2 separate regions of the Ovis aries genome follow, and region 1 is linked to region 2. Evidence: chromatin contacts called from public Hi-C data. All regions are on one chromosome and are shown on one strand. The core of a region is the stretch at or near the end of the contact, and the rest is flanking DNA. Distances in the headings are between cores, read along the strand shown.

Region 1 (6,688 bases), core at 3,283-5,782, 86 kb after region 2:
TTGGTGCCCACACCTGGCCCATATGAAGTAGGACAAAGGCTAACAGAGTTTTGCCAAGAGAACCCACTGGTCATAGCAAACACCCTCTTCCAACAACACAAGAGAAGACTCTACACCATGGACATCACCAGATGGTCAATACCGAAATCAGATTGGTTATATTCTTTGCAGCCAAAGATGGAGAAGCTCTATACAGTCAGCAAAAACAAGACTGGGAGCTGACTGTGGCTCAGGTCATGAACTCCTTATTGCTGAGTTCAGACTTCAATTGAAGAAAGTACGGAAAACCACTAGACCATTCAGGTTATGACCTAAAGAAAATCCCTTATGATTATACAGTGGAAAAGACAAATAGATTCAAGGGGTTAGATCTGATAGAGTGCCTGAAGAACTGTGGACTGGGGTTCGTGACATTGTACAGGAGACAGGGATCAAGACCATCCCCAAGAAAAAGAAAATGCAAAAAGGCAAAATGATTGTCTGAGGAGACTTTACAAATAGCTGAGAAAAGAAGTGACGCCAAAGGCAAAGAAGAAAAGGAAAGATACACCCATTTGAATGCAGAGTTCCAAAGAATAGCAAGGAGAGATAAGAAAACCTTCCTCAGTGATCAGTGTAAAGAAATAGAGGAAAACAACAGAATGGGAAGACTAGAGATCTCTTCAAGAAAATGAGAGATACCAAGGGAACATTTCATGCAAAGATGGGCTCAATAAAGGACAGAAATGGTATGGACCTAACAGAAGCAGAAGATATCAAGAAGAGGTGGCAAGAATACACACAAAAACTGTACAAAAAAGATCTTCATGACCCAGATAACCACGATGGTGTGATCACTCACCTAGAGCCAGATATCTGGGTATGCTAAGTCAAGTGGGCTTTAGGAAACATCACTATGAACAAAGCTAGTGGAGGTGATGGAATTCCAGTTGAGCTATTTCAAATCCTGAAAGATGATGCTGTGAAAGTGCTGCACTCAAATATGCCAGCAAATTTGGAAAATTCAGCAGTGGGCACAGGACTGGAAAAGGTCAGTTTTCATTCCAATCCCAAAGAAAGGAAATGCCAAGCAATGTTCAAACTACTGCACAGTTGCACTCATCTCACACCCTAGAAAAGTAATGCTCAAAATTCTGCAAGCCAGGCTTCAACAGTACGTGAACCAAGAACTTCCAGATGTTCAAACTGGGTTTAGAAAAGGCAGAGGAACCAGAGATCAAATTGCCAACATCCTTTGGCAATCATAGAAAAAGAAAGAGAATTCCAGAAAAACATCTATTTCTGCTTTATTGACTATGCCAAAGCCTTTGACTGTGTGGATCATAATAAACTGTGGGAAATTCTTAAAGAGATGGGAATACCAGACCACCTGACATACCTCCTGAGAAATCTGTATGCGGGTCAAGAAGCAACAGTTAGGACTGGACATGAAACAACAGACTGGTTCCAAATTGGGAAAGGTGTACCTCAAGGCTGTATATTGTCACCCTGCTTATTTAACTTATATGCAGAGTACATCATGAGAAATGCCAGGCTGGATGAAGTACAAACTGGAATCAAGATTGCCAGGAAAAATATCAATAACCTCAGATACGCAGATGACACCACCCTTATGGCAGAAAGTGAAGAGGAACTAAAGAGCCTCTTGATGAAAGTGAAAGAGGAGAGTGAAAAAGCTGGCTTAAAGCTCAACATTCAGAAAATGAAGATCATGGCATCCGGTCCCATCACTTCATGGCAAATAGATGGGGAAACAATGGAGACAGTGACAGACTTTATTTTCTTGGGCTCCGAGATCACTGCAGATGTTGACTGCAGCCATGAAATTAAAAGACACTTGTTCCTTTGAAGAAAAGCTATAACCAACCTAGACAGCATATTAAGAAGCAGAGACATTACTTTGCCCACAAATGTCCATCTAGCCAAGGCTGTGGTTTTTCTGGTAGTCTTGTATAGATGTGAAAGTTGGACTCTAAAGAAAGCTAAGTGCTGAAGTATTGATGCTTTTGAACTACGGTGTTGGAGAAGACTCTTGAGAGTCCCTTGGACTGCAAGGAGATCCAACCAGTCCATTCTAAAGGAGATCAGTCCTGGGTGTCCATTGGAAGGACTGATGCTAAAGCTGAAACTCCAATAGTTTGGCTACCTGATGCCACCCTTGATGCTGGGAAAGGTTGAAAGCAGGAGGAGAAGGGGACGATAGATGATCAGATGGATGGCATCACTGACTCGATGGACATGAGTTTGAGCAAGCTCCAGGAGTTGGTGATGGGCAGGGAAGCCTGACGTGCTGCAGTCCACAGAGTTGCAAATAGTTGGACACAACTGAGCAACGGAAATGACTGATCTAGTTTGCTTTCCCAACAAGAGTGTGGGCTTCTTGATGAATAAGAACTACATGGTCTACTTCATCTGTATCCTGTAACCACAGTGTTTCTCTAACACAAGGAAGAGGAACTTTGTAAAGCATGAGTTTTGAGGTCAAGCGAGTTTTAATAGATGAGAATAATTTGTTCCCCTTTAAGAGCTTTGCGATGCATGTTGGCCTTAAAGCTTCTGAGCAGTCTTTACTTCTGAGTAAAGAAACCTGGTTAAGTATTGTCAGTCTTGCATTTGTCCTCCATGTTTGACCTCAAAACTCCCCTTTCCACTAAGAATATGCTGCACACTTGAGTTGCATTCATGTGCTTTGTAATAACTTAAGCTGGGTTTATTAAAGTTACTCAATAAGTGATTGTAAATAGACTGCTGAAGCAGCCACCCTTCCTTTTTTATTCTATACTTTTATTTAATGAATCCCATTTTGTAGATAGTATTAAGATAAATGTGAGCTCATTTCAGTCAAAACACATTCTAATTGAATGGAGTCATGACATTTTACTGTGTTTAATTTTTTGAATTTCATCTCAGTAGTCCCCAAATTGGTGGGCAATGCTGATTCTAGCTTTTCCCCAACCGCCCTGTACTGTCAGGCCAGAATAAACCCCTCTCAGGAAGTTAATAAAGGAACAGCTGAATTTTACAGAGATAGGGCTGGGTCAGGTGTGGAGTTTCCAAGATGAGTAGGAGAAGTGGGACTTCTGCAGTTGGCTGAAGTTTTATTTTCCAGACTCAACACCCACCTTTTTCTTCCCCTATTTGCAAAGAAAGACAGAGAAGTTACTGTTGATACATGGGAGTGCAGCATCTAAATCTGGCCACTCTGTGTCCATTTTAGTTAGCTTTCACTCTAAGGGGCTTCCCAGGTGGCACTAGTGCTAAAGAACCTGCCTGCCCATGCAGGAGACATAAGAAACATGGGTTTGATCCCTGAGTTGGGAAGATCTCCTGGAGAAGGAAATAGCAACCCACTCCAGTATTCTTGCTTGTGCAACCCTATGGACTGTAGCCTCCATGGAGTTACACAGAGTTGGACACAACTGAAGTGACTTAGCGCACTGGTTTCTAAGGAAGTAGATTCCATACAAGAGAGGCATTGCAGGCAGGCTCCATGATTTGTGCTGAAGTGGCTGCCTTTATATTCTTTAAAACTAATATCTTAAAAAAATGTTTTATTTACTTATTTTATATTTATTTTGGACTGTGCTGGGTCCTTGTTGCTGCACACGGGCTTTCTCTGGTTGCGGTGAGCAGGGGCTGCCCTGTTGTGGTGGGCTGGCTTCCCGTTGCAGTGGCTTCTCTTGTTGTGGAGCACAGGCTCTAGGCACGCAGGGTTTGGTAGTTGCAGCACACGGGCTTCGCTGCCCCATGGCATGTGGGATCTTCCTGGACCAGGGATCGAACCCATGTGCCCTGCATTGGCAAGTGAATTCTTAACCGCAGGACCACAGGGGAAGTCCCCAAACTATTATCTTATATTTGAATAAGCACTCACAGTTTGCAAAGCATCTTGACAGAAATTTCAGTGGATCCTTACAGCCACCTTCTGGAAGACATGGTTTAGTCACTGATCCATTTTATAGATGAGTAAGTTACAAATGTCATTTCTTCAAAGCCACACTATCATGATCTTGATCCTGTATAGACTGGCTTATATCCATGTTCTTGCTGGGTCAAGAAGAAACAACAGCTAGCCTCAGTCCTCATCATCTGATAGAGAAAAGGTGTGTTATTAATGGGAAATGCCAGCTGGGATCCCTTCAGACCGTGTCCATTGAGTGACTGTTGCCTCAGGAATATTTTAAGGGATCCTCGTCTTTGTCTGAGGCCCATTCAGGTCTGGTATTCTGATTGGCCTTATACTTGGCCTTGAGGACCTGTATGGCTTTTGGATCCGCTTCCAGCTTTATTTTTTTTCCTTCTGTTCTTCTAGACCGCAGATTCCCGTCTCCTTCTTAGCTCTTCTGTTAGCGTAAGTTAGCCTTCTTTCAGGACCAGACAAGGTTTAGACCCGTATGTGGGTAGAGGAGTCAGGACTGAAACTCAGACCTTGTGATTCCAAGACTTCCTCTTTTACCCAGTTTCATGCAGTGGCCTGCCGACTGCCTTGCGACAGCCCAGCCAGAGCCTGCGGGCAGCCCAGATCAAAGCAAGAAATTAAGTAAGGCGCAGGACAGCATGGTTCTATGAGACAGCCTGGCCAGAGCCTGCGGGCAGCCCAGATCAAAACATGAAATTAAGTAAGGCGCAGGACAGCATGGGTTCTGTTCAGACCCCTGCATACAAGGATGGAAAGGGAGGAAGTGGCTTTCTTTCAAGGGCTTTGATAAGGGAGTCAGTCTATCAGTGAAAAGAGGCTTTTGAGGGGACTAGGCCAGTCTGAGACAAGTAAACAAAAGAGCTTTGAGTCTGGTGTTTCTCTGTTTGCTTCTGCCCCCTAGGGGAGAGAATGCTCCATGACTGGAGAGTGACTCCTGAAAGGGAGAGTTTGGAACAAAGCAGAGGGGATGGCACTGGAGTCCCCGTCCAGGTTCTCTCATGGTACAGCCCCAGCTGAGCACAGAACTGGGCACTGAAGCCTTGCCTACACCCTCAGAAACCTTGCCTAGCAGGAGGTGCTGCTGCGCCTTGTCTAGCACTCCGAGACCCTATGTAGACAAGTGAGGTTGCTTTGTAGGATTTTAAAGAGATTGGCCCCTTCTTTATATCTCTTCATTATGGCATTTTATGTATGTATATATTTATTTATTTATTTATACACACACACACACACACATATATATACATATAATTCAGTGGTTTTTTTGCCCTTACCTCTTGGTCTGGCAGAAGGACAACAGTGAATAGTTTAACTACATTCTTAGGTGATGGTTATCATCGTTGCCTTTTGCTGACATACTGGTGAATTGAAAAGGGAAGTGAAAGTGTTAGTCACTCAGTTGTATCTGACTCTTCGTGATCCCATGGACTGTAGCCTGCCAGGCTCCTCTATCCATGGAATTCTCCAGGCAACAATACTGGAGTGGGTTGCCATTCCATTCTCCAGGGGACCTTCCCGACCCAGGGATTGAACCTAAGTCTTCGGCACTGCAGGCAGGTACTTTACCATCTGAGCCATCAGAGAAGCCCAAAATACAAGGTGGGAGGGAGGTTCTGTGGCCGTTGGATCTAGATTTAGATCTGTGCTCTGCAAATGCACCCATTCCTATGAACTGGGTTATTTTAAGAAGGAGCCCCTTGAACAAAAGTTTTGGTTGAAAAGAAAAAGTGTTTTTCACTCTCATGTAGATGAGAGGTGGGCTCAGTCCATGCCTGAGGCCAGATGTGGCGGTGGCCTCAGGGAAAGAGAATGTAGCGGGACAGATCATGGCTGTGAAGCTGGGACATGAGTCACATAAGTCATGTTTTAGGCTGGTTCTATCCTCCTGACCCATTCTCAGGACCTTTGCTGCTGCTGCTGCTAAGTCGCTTCAGTCGTGTCCGACTCTGTGTGATCCCAGAGATGGCAGCCCACCAGGCTCCCCTGTCCCTGGGATTCTCCAGGCAAGAACACTGAAGTGGGTTGCCATTTCCTTCTCCATTGCTTGAAAGTGAAAAGTGAAAGTGAAGCCGATCAGTCGTGTCTGACTCTTAGCAACCCCATAGACTGCAGCCCACCAGGCTTCTCCGTCCATGGCATTCTCCAGGCAATACTGGAGTGGGGTGCCATTACCTTCTCTGCTCAGGACCTTTAAAGCCTCAGAAGAGAAAATGTTAGTTGCTCAGTCATGTCCAACTTTTTGCAACTCCATGGACTGTAGCCCTCCAGGCTTCTTTGTTCCTGAAATTCTCCAGGAAAGAATACTGGCGTGAGTAGCCATTTGCTTCTCCAGCAGATTTTCCCAACCCAGGGATAGAACCTTCACTGCAGACAGATTCTTTACCGTCTGAACCACCAGGGTAAAGTCTCAAACTATGACACAAAAAGCAGAAACAGACAAATAATGGAGATGAGACCATGTTTAGGATTGTGACCCAGTGTCTCTTGACCTTTCCTTACTCCTATGTTGTTTTTCATCTTTGTTTTTTCCAGACATTCTTCGTGACACCTTCACTTTCCTAGGCTATGAAGTCAGGCATTTCTTATATCTCACTATGAGAGATATAACCAACATTCTACGCCAGGTTGCCCAGATGCCCCAGCACCGAGACTCTGACAGCTTTGCGTGTATCCTGGTGAGCCGAGGGGGCTCCCAGAGCGTGTTTGGTGTGGATCAGACTCACTCTGGGGTTCCTTTGGATCATATCAGAAGAATGTTCATGGCAGACA
Region 2 (7,285 bases), core at 4,350-6,849:
CCGTCTCCCTGATCTCTAACTCCTGACAAACACCACTCTGCTCTTCATCTCTGTAATTTTGGTCTCCCAAGAACACTATATACAGGGAATCATACAGAATATAACCTTTTGAGAGTGGCTTTTTTTCACTTCAGACTCATCCTAGTTGTTGCATGTATCAATAGCTCATTCTTTTTACTGCTGTATATTATGAATGTGCCACCATTTGTTTAACCATTTACCTGTTGAAAAACATTTGGGTTGTTTCCAATTTTTGGAGATTAGGAATAAAATTGCTATGAACATTCAGGTACAGGTTTTTATATGAGTTTAAGTTTCGATTTCCCTGGAATAAATGTTCAGTAGTGCAGTTTCTGGGCTGTACAACTCTGCTTTTTCAAAGAAATTGAAGCTATAAACGGTGAAGCTGGGATTCTAATCTAGATAATCTGCCTCTAGGTCCTAACTCTTCACACTGTTTCCAGTGGTTGTAGAAACAGAGAGAAACAAATGGAATCCAAGAAACAGTAAGGAGGTAGAGTCAACAGAACCTAGCATTGCTCAGATGAGGGGTGTATGAATAAAGTGTCAAGACTAACACTAGGTTCCAGTTTCAGCACATTAGATAGATGGTAAAATATAAACTGAACTTTAGATATGCTGTATTTAGGGGATACGCAGGGTTCTCCAGGTGCCACAGCAGTAAAGAATCCACCTGCCAACGTAGGAGAAGCAGGAGATGCGGGTTTGATCCCTGGGTCGGGAAGATTTCCTGGAGGAGGAAATGGCAACCCACTCCAGCGTTCTTGCCTGGAGAATCCCATGGACAGAGGAGCCTGGCGGGCTACAGTCCATGGGGTCGCAAACAGCGGACATGACTGAGCACACATGCACAGGGAATCTGCAGATCATTCCCATCTTGCAGGCAACTAGATTAGATGCTGAGTAACATCAGAGAGAGGGTACTAAATGACAAGAGATTTGACAACAGAACCCTGAAGAATAGAAATAATTGTCCCCTTTAGTTTTTCTCCCCACAATCAATAAAACAGTAGGTACTGTGACAGACTGAAAATTCATATTAACTTTAGATCTTACAGCACTTCATGTCCACTTTATCAGTTTTACAATACTATTATAAAGTATGAGGTATAGAGTAAGAGACTTTCCCCTCCCCCACTCTCTTTCTCATTTAAAAAGAAATATAAAAGGAATACAAGCTGATTAAAAAGTCTTAATATGTCAGTATACATTTGTCCAAACCCATACAGTGTACAATACCCAAACTGAACCCTAGTGCAAACCATGGACTTCGGGTGATGTCAACGTGGGCTCATCAACTGTGACAAATGCACCACTCTGTGGGGTGTACTGGAAGCCATGCATGTGTGAGAGGGTGTATAGGAACTCTCTGTATTTTCTACTTAATTTTGCTATGAACCTAAAACTACTCTAAAAAGTCAATTAAAAAATAAAATTAAGCCTCAGTACAAAAGAATATGTAAAAAGCATAAATTTCACTCCTCTCTCAGTATCCAACTCCCTCCACCCATTTTTCAAAAAAAAAAGATATGTAGAAAGGAATTTAAAGAGGTAAACTGATAAATCTTAGAGCTAAATAAGAATCAAGCAATACCAAGGGTCAATGGATAATGTCAATTATACCTCAATAAAAAAAGCCAAGGATTTATAATGATAAAAGTGATAGATAAGTTTGATTCTAACCTTTTTGGAAGTTCAGTATTTTGCAATAGAATAAAATAACTATTATGGAATCTATGCTTTGCCATTTAACAATTTAAGTGCCACGTACCATTATTTTATGACTACATTTTTTGCAGTTGTATCTCAAACTGAGAAAGAATTATAATTTTATAAACAATGTCATACCTCTTAATATATTACATAATTGAGTTTTTTATTCCTTTCTCTAAAAATAAAGTCTACACATTTATTTTTTCTCATACCTGTCTCCATGGAAGACAAATACCTAAATAGAACATCTAGGATTTAAAAGGATGAATCATGAATTTCTAAACATACCCTGTGTCAAAGTTAACACATTCACAATTTCAAGTTTTTATATTATTATTTTTTTTTAACCAAAAGATGAGTTTATATCTTCATCATACCATAGCAATATTGCAAGAAAAACCCTTTCATCAAGAAAACTTCCAGGCTTCCCTGGTAGCTCAGTGGTAAAGTATCCACCTGCCGATTTAGGAGACAAGGGTTCCATCCCTGATCTGGGAGGATCCCACATGCCTCAGAGCAACTAAGCCCATGCGCCACAACTACTGAGCCTGTGCTCTACAACTACTGAAGCCCTAGAGCCCACACTCCAAAACAAGAGAAGCCACCGTAACGAGACGCCCTCGCACCAAAATTAAGAGAGTAGCTCCTGATCTCTACAACTAAAGAGCCTGTGCAGCAATAAAGACTCAGCACAACCAAAAAGAAGAAACTTCAAATTCTTATTTCCCAATTCTAGTGTTAGAACTAGATAGCTTTCAGAGACATTAAGAGAACAGGTTTGAATAATGAAAGAAATTAGCTTGGTTTATGTAAAGGAGCTAAGTGCCAAGTAAAAACTAATTCCAACCAAAACATTCAGCACAATTTTTATTTCTGGCAACTTTAGCTCCTGGCTAGAAAGTCCATCCCAGTTATGACAATAAATGGTAAAAATTTATTGAGCTATAATATATTGATAGATTTAGAAGCCCTTTGTCTCAAGCTAAAACTACTGTTCTGGTTCACACCACATTGGGAGAGCCTTAAATGAGATCAATGATTCTCAAGTGGAAGCCTGTGGTAAACCATATCATCTAGGGGATTTATTTTTCCTTCAAAATATATCTACCTTCCTCATATTCTCCCTACCACTAAGATTCTTCAACAAAGTGGAGATGATATCATGGAGATGCATGTGTACCTTTTTTTCTTTTAACTCTTAAGATTATTCTGATATATATGTAACTCCTCACTTTCATGGAGAATTCCTGAATTAGGTCCAACTCTGCTTTTTTAAATTTTAAAAATATTTTCCAATCATATTTTTAAACATTGTATCAATAGCAAACAAAAGAAGCAGAGCTACAAAGTGGCAAGAGCACAGCAGAAAGCATAGCAGGTAAGGGGCTGTACTAACAGCAGCCCTAAGCAACCTAGAGTTTTCTGTGCCAGCTCCCTCCAGAACCCATTATATTACATTTTAGATGAATGCTCAGCTCATCATCCTGAGAAAAACACATAGTCTACTAGTCAGATAAAAATGTAAAAAGAAGCTATTTTGGACATCAAAAAACTAAGCCATAGAAAAAGACAAAAATTCCTCTGTTCCTGCATTAAAAGAACAATAACAAAGTATTATTTTGTGCAGCTGATAACTTGTTTGGAGACTTTCTGCTCATATTTTATTATTTTAGTTTTTCAGTATGTAGCATTATTTTTCTATTATAAAACCCAGTCAAGCTAAAAACCTTAATCGTTCTAAAACCTAATAAATTACTACAGAATGCCAAAAATGTATGAAAAAAAATCAAACAATCCTAATCCATATTGCTTGTCAAGACAGTTTAAGAGCTGGATTAGAAAAACAGGCTTTCAAGGTCCATTTTTGAGCAAACAATACTTCTTCACAGCCTTTATTCCGAATCCCTTATAAACAGCTTCAATATGGAAATGCACTAGAAAAGATAATTTCTAATCACATATAAATAATCAGCCAATTATTATTATATTCTGATTTGGATTAGCGTTCCTTAAATCACTTGCTTATTTCCTATTCAATGTTCAACTTTATCGCATTCAACAATGACACCTACTGGCCATTTAGAATCAGCCATTCTCTAAGACATCTCTAGTAGGCTGGTTATATAAGAAGAAACACATACATATACACACAAGATACACATAACCTGCATGAAAACAGAGATTTGTTCATAGGTACTCACACTACAGAACTGCACCTAAAATAGAAGCAGAACTGTTCTTCGTGACTGAGTATTATTCTTGCCAAAAGATAAGGAAGAATGAAATACCAAGTATCAAAATTTTATCTGAAACAGATAAATATCCCAGTACTCTAAACATTTCAGAACAAACTCTTAATGATCCAACACTCTTTACCAAATGACATTTAGAGGAAAAAAAGTTCCTAATTTAGTTTCTGGGATATACTAATATAAATCATCAATAATAGGAAAAAAAAGAATTTTGGAAAGTTCTGACATGCAGTATTAAGCTCAGAAAAATTATATACTTGCTAATAAATACTACATTAGTCTTTATAGTCTAAGATAAAGGCAACATTTCAATCAGCTTACATTTTAGAAATGTACAATGCCTCTTTTAAAACTGCTTTCCAATGCGCTATAAAAAATCAAGCTTTTTAATGTAATATGTCATTCCATAATACACAGTGAATGGAATTCCATTTTAATTCTACATTTCAAAGTGCAAATGAGTGACAGAAACTTAGAATTATATCTGTAAACACAGTTTACCTCTATCGGAGAGGGTCAAAGGACATACTTTTTAAACCTTAGAAATAAATAATTCATAACTAGTTTCCCAGACTTAGGGAGCAAATTACTTAAAGATAACTTCCCCTCCCTTCCCACCCCCACAAAAAAATCAGACCACCATCTCATTTTCAGTCTCTAACGTCCACAATATTTAGGGAGTGAAAAAAGAAAAAATTACCAACTAATTTTCTAGTCATTTTCCAAGTTGTACTTACCTTCTGCTATAGATTTTCGAGCGTCTCCACTTCCCTTAAGATTTGGGGAAAAAAAAAAATTTGTAATCAGTCATGACCCTTAAAACAAATAAATTCACGAACTACAAAACGTGAACCTGGCCACGCTCATCTCAAACTAACACATCTCTCAACCCAAGTCCATATTTGGGATAAGCTCTTCGTGACTACTCTATCCTTCATGGTTCTTCGCCCACAGAGCCTGCCGGGATAGAAAACAGTCAAACCAACAGGGGGAAAAAAACAAAAAAACTACTCAGACACATTAATAGGTTGCAAGACCTCCTCTTTCCAGGAGGGACAACCTAGTTGTTTGCGTAAATAACAGCCAAGGGTTACATAATGTACAGCTATGAAGTCTCAACTATCTCACTGCCAATATATATTTTTCTTCATCGCTACCCCCGTTCCCACTCTGAGAAATGGCCCTAGGAAGAAGCAAACCCTAGGATTTCTCTCAGGTGTTTGCAATGCCGTGTCCTCTTCTCTCTCTGAGCTCCATACAAGGAATTCCTCCAGCCTTCACAACACCGTCTTGCTCCCACCTCTCTCCGGTCTCCGCCAGCGCCACCGCAGCCCCCCACGCCCGAGGCTCCCACGTCGCCCCGCAGGGCTCAGCCTCCACCCGCCTCGACTGCTTCTCCTCCTCGCGACCCTTCCAAGCGGCTACCTATCTCCTAGTGGTTCCGGAACCACCAAAACTAGGGCTAACGCCTTCCCAGACCACCCTCGGCAGATCCCGTCTATAGCTCCTGTGGCTGAGAAGAAGAAAATCCTTCCTATCTGGCACTCCGCGTCCCCCAAAGACAGCGCCGCCGCCTACCTGTCACCCCGCTGCCTCCGGCTTCTTACCGCCACCGCCTCCCACAGCAGGCTGCCAACTGCAGCGCAACAACCCGCCGTCTCATTGGGTGATTCCACGCTCCAACAACGGTGCCGCTGATTGGTAGCAGAATGCCCGCGGCCCTCCTTCTGTGCAGCGTCTAAAGATTCCGGCCTCCTAGCAAGACGAGGTCGCGCCTTCCTCACCCTCTGTCCTCCACAGTTTCCCTTACCTCGGCCAAACTACAGATGCACAGATATGCGGGGGAAATGTCCACTTCAGGCAGGCTTCATGTCACCTCCACTGGTCCAGGAATCTGTGACCCAGCACAAAAATGTTTAATTTCTCCTCTGGTTTCCTGCCGTAAGTCACTCGAGGTGACAACTTCCGTTTCCGGTTGCCGCTGGCTGGAGGGGTGAATCTTGAGTGTCCTGAGAGGTCAGATTGCTGTCAGGTAAATTGGGGAGCTTTTGGGAGATCTCTCGCTGGGGAATAAAAATGAGACTCTATTCTGAGGATTGTCAAAAGGGAGAGACTAAATGGAGGATGATGAGAGTGCTCAAGAGGGAAAGAATCGAAGAACTGTCAGGAGAGAACAATGAAGTCCTGGAGTAGTTGAGGGGTGGCTGTAGGATGCAGTGAGAATCACTATAGTTAAGTCCAAACCCTTTTTTTCCTCCTCGGCCACCCCGTGTTTTTTTGGTTTACCTTTGAATCGAATGATGGCACAACCATCCTCGAATTGAAAGTTTGTAAATTTACAATGCCTGCCTCACGAACCTGTGTTTGTTGTTGTTCTTTAGTCGCTAACTCGTGTCTGGCTCTTTTGTGACTCCATGGACAGTTGCCCACCAGGCTCCTCTGTCCATGGAATTTCCCAGACAAGAATACTGGAGTGAGTAGCCACTTCCTTCTCCAGGTGATCTTCCCGACCCAGGACCCGCATCTCCTGCATTGCAGGCGGATTCTTTACCGCTGAGCCACATGGGAGTTGCTCAGTTGTCCCTGGCTCTTTGCGACCCCATGAATTGTAGCCCACCAGGTTCCTCTATCCGTGGGATTTTTCCTGGCAAGATTACTGGACTGGATTGCCATTTCCTCCTCCAAGGGGTCTTCCTGACCCAGGGCTCCAACACGCATCTCCGGCATTGCAGGCGGAGTCTTTACAGCTGAGCCACCTGGGATGTATAGTATAATTTTATTTATTTGTTTTTTTGAAGATTTAGTATTTATTTATCTGGTTGCAGTCCGGCCTTAGTTGCAGCACATGGGATCTTTGTTTTGTCATGCGTGACCTTTCGTTGCAGTGTTTGGGGTCAGTGTTGTGGCAGTCAGCAGTTGTGGCACACTAGGCTTAGTTGCTCTGCATTGCATGGCAGATTCTAAACCACTGGACCACCAGGGAAGTCCTTGTAGTAACTTTTAAATTAGATTTTTCTGGCATGAATGTTTATGACCCAGAGTTAAAGTGAAAAGGAGATACAAAGTCATCACACTAATGTTTAGTATGATTACTCTTTTTAAATTGCCTATACACAGATGCAGGGACTGGAAGTGACGCTAAAGGTGAAACCAGTTCATTTGTCTTTAATTTTCTAATTTTCCGATGGTAATAACAATTTTTTAGAGGAGAAATTGAAACATATAATTCAAAGTCTTTGGTAAACTGTGAAATTATGTATATTGTAAGTGGCATTACCCATTTATTTCCTTATTAGGGA

Evidence for each region. A called contact is a pair of places that touch in the nucleus more often than the background predicts.
Region 1: a contact with region 2 is called in a Hi-C map of hypothalamus, with 4 times the contacts expected there. The contact joins the enhancer-like site here to the promoter of HYCC2 in region 2. A contact is called at or near these places in 4 of 16 Hi-C or Micro-C datasets (hypothalamus, liver, muscle and 1 more).

Annotation. Positions count from the first base shown.
Region 1 is chr2:203,496,274-203,502,961 of ARS-UI_Ramb_v3.0, forward strand. It overlaps CFLAR (CASP8 and FADD like apoptosis regulator), which reads left to right. Exons shown (of 11, transcript XM_060410219.1): 9 at 6,452-6,688. Among named protein-coding and RNA genes, the nearest start is that of CASP10, 20 kb to the right of the region's middle. Within about 2 kb of position 4,533, at least 32 of the 54 cell types and tissues checked have an H3K27ac peak or open chromatin away from gene starts, as enhancers often do. A contact at or near this core is called in hypothalamus, liver and tail adipose tissue, where this site is marked.
Region 2 is chr2:203,409,270-203,416,554 of ARS-UI_Ramb_v3.0, forward strand. It overlaps HYCC2 (hyccin PI4KA lipid kinase complex subunit 2), which reads right to left and starts at 5,600. Exons shown (of 14, transcript XM_060410199.1): 1 at 5,565-5,600; 2 at 4,724-4,757. It overlaps NDUFB3 (NADH:ubiquinone oxidoreductase subunit B3), which reads left to right and starts at 5,947. Exons shown (of 4, transcript XM_060410240.1): 1 at 5,947-6,018.